Regions from separate parts of the Mus musculus genome. Here region 2 is linked to region 1. The links are chromatin contacts, called in public HiCAR-type maps. All regions are on one chromosome and are shown on one strand. The core of a region is the stretch at or near the end of the contact, and the rest is flanking DNA. Distances in the headings are between cores, read along the strand shown. Region 1 overlaps Gm40016 (a long non-coding RNA gene). Region 2 overlaps Hs3st3b1 (heparan sulfate (glucosamine) 3-O-sulfotransferase 3B1).

Evidence for each region. HiCAR-type assays count read pairs that join an accessible place to other places.
Region 2: a contact with region 1 is called in a HiCAR-type map of embryonic stem cells, with 3 times the contacts expected there. The contact joins two enhancer-like sites. A contact is called at or near these places in 1 of 484 Hi-C or Micro-C datasets (embryonic stem cells), 6 of 115 datasets of contacts at active chromatin or transcription factors (differentiating embryonic stem cells, embryonic stem cells and epiblast stem cells) and 1 of 9 other capture datasets (embryonic stem cells).

What each region holds. Positions count from the first base shown.
Region 1 is chr11:63,453,728-63,456,831 of GRCm38.p6, reverse strand. The region is part of intron 2 of Gm40016 (a long non-coding RNA gene); the gene reads left to right. Among named protein-coding and RNA genes, the nearest start is that of Gm40016, 8.8 kb to the left of the region's middle. Within about 2 kb of position 1,496, at least 44 of the 459 cell types and tissues checked have an H3K27ac peak or open chromatin away from gene starts, as enhancers often do. A contact at or near this core is called in differentiating embryonic stem cells and embryonic stem cells, where this site is marked.
Region 2 is chr11:63,897,274-63,900,383 of GRCm38.p6, reverse strand. The region is part of intron 1 of Hs3st3b1 (heparan sulfate (glucosamine) 3-O-sulfotransferase 3B1); the gene reads left to right. Among named protein-coding and RNA genes, the nearest start is that of Hs3st3b1, 23 kb to the left of the region's middle. Within about 2 kb of position 1,588, at least 62 of the 459 cell types and tissues checked have an H3K27ac peak or open chromatin away from gene starts, as enhancers often do. A contact at or near this core is called in differentiating embryonic stem cells and embryonic stem cells, where this site is marked.

The DNA.
Region 1 (3,104 bases), core at 247-2,746:
TTCACTTGTATGTGAAGAGATAAACAGGGAAAGGAGCAGTGGGTGACTTGTGCTCACAAGCCTAGAACAAAATATTAATAGGCAGAAGTAGCCTGTGCTAGACAGGATGCACACTGACGCCCTGGGCATCTGTTGGCGGAAGCCAGAGCAAGTGGATTGATAGGCAGATTGTCATTAATAGGTGAAATAGAGCAGGTGCCATCTCCACAAGCCTCCTCCCCATCCCCCACCCACATTCCACAGCCAGGGCACTAGATGGGGCTGAGTCTATGAAAACTGTCCTTGGTAAGGGTTTTGCATAACTATGGTATTTGAAGGGCATGATCTGTTTACATTTTCTCTAGGCTCCGCCCAGCAGTTACCTAGCAACAACCAGGTACCAGCCTGGCTCACATATAAAAGGACTATTCAGTCTCTCTCTCTCTCTCTCTCTCTCTCTCTCTCTCTCTCTCTCTCTCTCTCTCTCTCTCTCTCTCTCTGCCTCTCTCTCTCTCTCTCTCTCTCTCTGCCTCTCTCTCTCTCTGTCTCTCTCTCTCTCTCTCTCTCTCTCTCTCTCTGTCTCTCTCTCTCTCTGTGTGTATGTGTGTGTCCCCATCTCTGTCCCATCTCTGCCTCTACTTCCTTCTCAACACTCCTTCCCATGTTCCTAAGTAAACTCTATTCTATACTACACCCTTCTTTGTTGGCTGTTACCACTGCAGAGGGATGCCTCAGGATGGGCCTGCTGAGTCAACCCCCTCCCACCACACCGTACCGTGCTCCACAAAACATATCTTTGGTTTTATAAAACACATCAGGATGTTGGCTACAAAGGAATCTCTAGTACTTCAGCCTTACTTTCTGGATAGCTTTACAAACTGTCCCAAGATGGGCTTCATTTTGTTTTACAGAAATTCTGAACTTTACAGGTATTATTTTTATGCACATAAACATTACTCCTCCCCTCTTTCCTGTCACGATGGTTTTCAGTACCTATGCTAGTACATATATTTGTGGATCTATACAACGTTCCATCAGCAGAATAATTCCAACAGTGGAGTAGCTGGGTTACAGAATATACATATTTTCAATCGCTATTTAGCCAGACTTCTGTCAGAAATGTCTGTTCTAGCTATATGATAAGATTGTATTTCCCCCATCTTTGTAACACTGGGGATTGCTACATTTCTGTGTTGAGGAACAAAACCACGCATTGTTTAATGTTACTTTTGTTTTGAGTTTTTGCAGCGGAGGTGGGCCTTGGCACCTCTGCATCTTCCCCACCTCTCTTCCTGCTGCTTTAAACTCCCAAGTTGCTTCCTGGGAAGTCTTCTGAAGCCAGAGAATCACAGTAACGTTCTTCTGTGGGCCTAGGGAGCGCGCTAATGTTAACAGGCAGCGTTCGGAGCAAAGGTCTCTCCGGGTTTCCACATCTGCAGCTTTGTACAGGCCCTCACCTCTGAAAAGCCTGAAAGCGTGAAGCCAGGCTTGGCCTAATGTGAATTAGCAAGACAAAGAGCTGTCGAGGGGCGGAGCGGTGATGAGCTTTAATTTACTGAAGATTAATGAGCCCTCGTGGATCTGCCCCAACCACCCATTTTCTATCTCCTCTGCCCACATCGGCTTTGTTAGCGTGTGTTGGTCATTTAGAATTATCCAGCAACAATCTCACCACTTAAAGAGGCATACTGATGGGAGCCGAGGGCTGGAGGGTTCATGCTCTGAACACAGGACCCCAGAGCTGGAAAGACTGGAATGTGGGAATGTCTCCGTGGCCCCGGACCCCACCCCACCCCCACCCCTTGACTTTTGTTTGTGGCCTCAGCCATTTGAGGCTGTTTGTTTACTTGAGCCTAGGAATAAAGCCTCCCAGAGGCCTGGCTTTGGCTGGGGTGAGTCTCCCGAAAACCAGTGGCAAACCTTTCAGACTCAATGGAGCAAATCCAATACTACTTCAAAGCTCAGCTTTCTAGTGGAAGATCTCTCTGGGGTAATACAAATGTCACGATAGCTTCCCCATAATTCCCAACGAAAGGGAAACGCTATTAGCCTTGGGCTTCAGCTCATTACCAGGGTGCTAGAGAATTCTCTCGAGTTTTATCATCAGCAACTATCAGAACTTTCCAGGCCTCGACAAGTTTTTATTTGCCTACCCGTGCAATGGGTAGATGTTGCAAGCTTTGTAAGGGGAAGCCTCAACGATTATCCCTAACCTTCCTGTGCTTCTCTCGGGGTTCATGGAAATAAAGGGAAGGCTTTCTCCACTGAACCGGTTGGAAACAGTAACAGGATTTATGCCAAATTCTGAAGAAGCCTTCCTGCAAAGGCCTGCAAAGACACAGAACCCGGGTGGTGGTGTACCCCTCACAGATTTAAACTAATAAAAATAAACAAATAAAAGTAGAGTATGCTCTAATTTAAAACCAAAAAAACCAACAGAACAAGAAAGAAGGGCTATTCTTTCAATATGAAGAATTATCCTTGAGCATTGTCAGCTGGACTAATGGAATAAATACAAACAGAAAGTCAGCTGGTGGGACTATGCCCCAGTCCGGCTTTGCCCTGCAGCAGGACAGTGGTGGAGCTGCCATCACAACATCCCATGCTCCACCCAGAGAAGGAATCCAGAGACAGCAAGAAGATGAGAAGAGAGTCTGCATTAGGCCTGCTTGAAAATTCTAGTCAACTTCGAGGACCCAAAGCAAATAGCTTTAAAACAACATCCAAGCTGTTTGTTTTCCCATCAAAATACAATCACGTGTTTGACTGTGGGTTGTCACATACATCATTCTTAATCTGTCACTGCTGAAACCAGTGCGACAGTCGCAGTCCTCAATTAATGCAAATTAAACCAGTTGTCTTGTCTATAATTGTCTAAACTAGCAAAGTGCCTTTCTTTGGTGACAGGGCATCCCGGACTCCTTGCTCTGTTACCCCTAAGGGCCCAGCACTTGTTTCATGCTTTATCTCTTTCTTGTGGCTTTTATCCACACAACATTAAAGGGACTCTCTTCCCTTTATGCAGGCAAATAAAAAGTAGATTTAGAGAACAAAGATGAAAAGAGACATTCCACTGATGGAGTACTTCAGAGTCCAGCAGCCTCGTGTTCAGACGCTGCCCAAGT
Region 2 (3,110 bases), core at 339-2,838, 440 kb before region 1:
TCTCCTATTTAATTCCGGGGGGGGGGGCGGGGAGCGGCAAGGGCTGGGGGGTGGGTGTGGGGGGAAGGCAGTGCACTGATGGCTTGGATCATGATTTTTCACCAGCCTCTGGAGGACCTGTCTCCATGCTCTTGTCTGCTGCCTCATCCTGGGTCCTGTCTCAGTTATCTTTGTGCCCTTGGTGGGCCGCAGAAGAGAGTGTATGCAGTGAGAGGGGATGCAGGGAATCAGGACTCTTAAACAAGACATTGAACTTGAGAACTGAACCTGTGCAGTGTCTGCTCCCTCACCCCGGAGCTAGGAATCAGCAGAAGGAATGAGAGCAGACAGACCAACCTCTCCCATCCTTGAAAGACTTCTGTTGCTTTTCAAAGCTCATTCACTTTCAAACTATGTTGGAGGAGGAGGAGGAGGAGGAGGAGGAGGAGGAGGAGGAGGAGGAGGAGGAGGGAAAGGAGAAAGGAAGGAAGTAAGTTAAGTAAATGGAAGGACAAACATTTCTGTTTCACAGAAGTGAAAAAAAAAATATCCCGCAAGATCTGGACCACTTCTCTTTGTACTTCAACCAAACAGCTTACAGTCAGGTGCCTAGGTTAAGGCATATTTGACACTGGACTCGCCCTGATTACGTATCCTGAGGTCTGTGCTCTGCCCCTGAGGAGCATCTTGTAAGTGTTCACCATCAAGTGCGGATGGTTCCTACTTATCTTCCAGTGGCTCTGTCCAACTTAATGCTGGCTACAGGGGAAGGTAATTGTAAGGGTTGCTTTACACAACCTGTAAGCTGATCTGTTAACTCTATTAAAAAGTTAGTGTATTGTTGTTGTTGTTGTTGTTGCTTATGTGTAGGTGCCCGCATGTTCCTGCTTGTGTTGTTGTGAGGACAACTTCTGGGACTCAGTTCTCTCCTTCTACCTTCCGCTCTGGGAACCAAACTCAGGTCATGGAGTTTGGGAGCAAATGCTTTCACCTTCTGAGTGGTTTCACTGGTTCAAATGCATTTATTTGTATTCATTGGAAAAACTGAGTCCAAGGCTTGGTATGGTTGGTTCAAGGTCCCAGTCTGATGCAAGGCAGGATGGGAACAGAAGTCCAGGCTTTCTTAGGCTAGTGGGCCACTGTGTAGAGAATGGCTTTTTGACCCTCCCTGAATTTTTGGAGACAGATGGGGTGGGGTCTTACTCGTCATTTTCCATTGGCTCTTGAGTGAGTCTGTATACACACACACACACACACACACACACACACACACACACACACAGAGTAAACTGCCTAAGCCTGGATCCAGTATGAAGGTGAAGGCACAGGGCTGGATCTGCACTCCTGACTCTTGGGACCAATCATCTTGTGGTGGGACTCTACAAGTAGGATTCTGGACCATTCAGTTCTTTCTGGAACTCCAGCTGCCCTCCCCACTGTCTGGGCCTCCTTTTTTGCTTTTGCTTCTGCTTTCTACAAAGTCTGCCTGCCAGAAAAACTTCTGCCTTTCTAATGATTTTAAGGTTTCTTTTCTTTTCCAGGAACCGGGGGCACAGATCCCTCAAATTTCGCAAGATTTGTCCTTCTCAGGCCTCGGTGAGGCGCAGTAAACAGAAGCAGGGAGCTTGGAGCTGGAACACAAAAGCCCATTAGCTTTTCACTCCCCCCACCCCCCAAGGCCCAGCCCCTTCCCGGAACAGGAACCACCCCCTTTGTGAGCCGGGCCTAAGACCCAGGCAAAGGCCTGGAGGAGAGGGGGCTCCAGCTGCCTGGGCAGTGAGATGCTCATTCGCTCCCCACCTCCCAGCATTGAAAAGCTTTTATTTTCAGAGCAGCATTGAAACTCCAGGACAATGGAGGCCAAATCCTTGGGCAGCGGTTGGGGCCAGGACGGGGGAGGCAGCCTTTGTCATGTCTCTTCTTTCCAACCCATTACCTTAAAAAAGAAAAAGAAAGAAAGAAAGAATGAAAAGAGAAAGGACCGAAAGGACCCATGAACTCTTTAAGAATCGTGACATCACTTCCGCCAGACCTGAAATCTAGACTATTTACAGTTTCATTTGAAATTAGTTTAAACTCTCCCAAAGGAGTGCTTTGATATGCAAACATCTCCCCAAAGGGAGACAGTTACTTATGGAGATGTGGCCCTTTGAAGGGGCTCAGTGTTGGTGGGCTCCAGGCCTCTGAGGAAGTGAGAAGACCCAGATGAAGGCCCACACTGACAACTGATAGCATGGTCCTCCTCTACCAAATGGAGTCCCCTGGGAAGAAGGAGGAGTGTGCCATAAAGGAGAAGCTATCTCGGTTGATCTTGGTTCCGCTTACACTTCTCGCTCTCTAGCCTGCAGTCCCAGCTCACACAGGCTAACTCCCATCCCCGCTTCTTTTCCCAGTCCCGGCTGCGAACTGTCTTCCTACAGAACGGGACAAGGGAGGAACTGCTGTTCCCTCACTCCTGACTCACTGTGACTTACCGCATCACCAGGTGCAAACACAGCAGAGAAGTTGGGGTTGCCAGGCAGGCTTTCAGTGGGTTTTAGCGCGCATGCCTGCTACTGCTCTGCACAGCCTGTGATGAGGACTCTACTGCCTTAGTGCACTGTGTCTGCCTGGAGCTCCAGTTGCCTGCTGCTGCCCCAACACTCCTGCTTGGTTGGCAGCTGCTAGGGCTTTCGGTAGCTTACCCCAGTAGAGGGAAGTTAAGTTACAGGGGCTGTGCCTGCCTTTGTCACTGACCTGCTACAGGCCTAAAGGCAATAAGGGCCCAGGGACCATGATACAAAACCTCTGGGATAATGAGCCAAACGACCCTTTCTTCCCTGGAAGTGGTTTCTCTCAGGTAATTCGTCACAGCAATGGAAAGCTGGCTAGGATTTCCCATACCCCACTGTTAGTGTCCTAGGAAGGGCTTTCTGCCCTGGGACACATCCCACATACTCATCCCCCCCCTCCCGAGATCGCAGTACATTTTCAACTCCACTACTAGTGTTTATGAGTTTACCAAATGCTCAAAAAAAAAAAAAAAAAAAGACACTTGGTTTACTTTCCCACATTGGATGGCAGCTTCCTCATTGCTGAGACCTGCCCCTGACTGTACAGATTCCAGGGAGCTGTTTTTTTTTTCTTTGGAA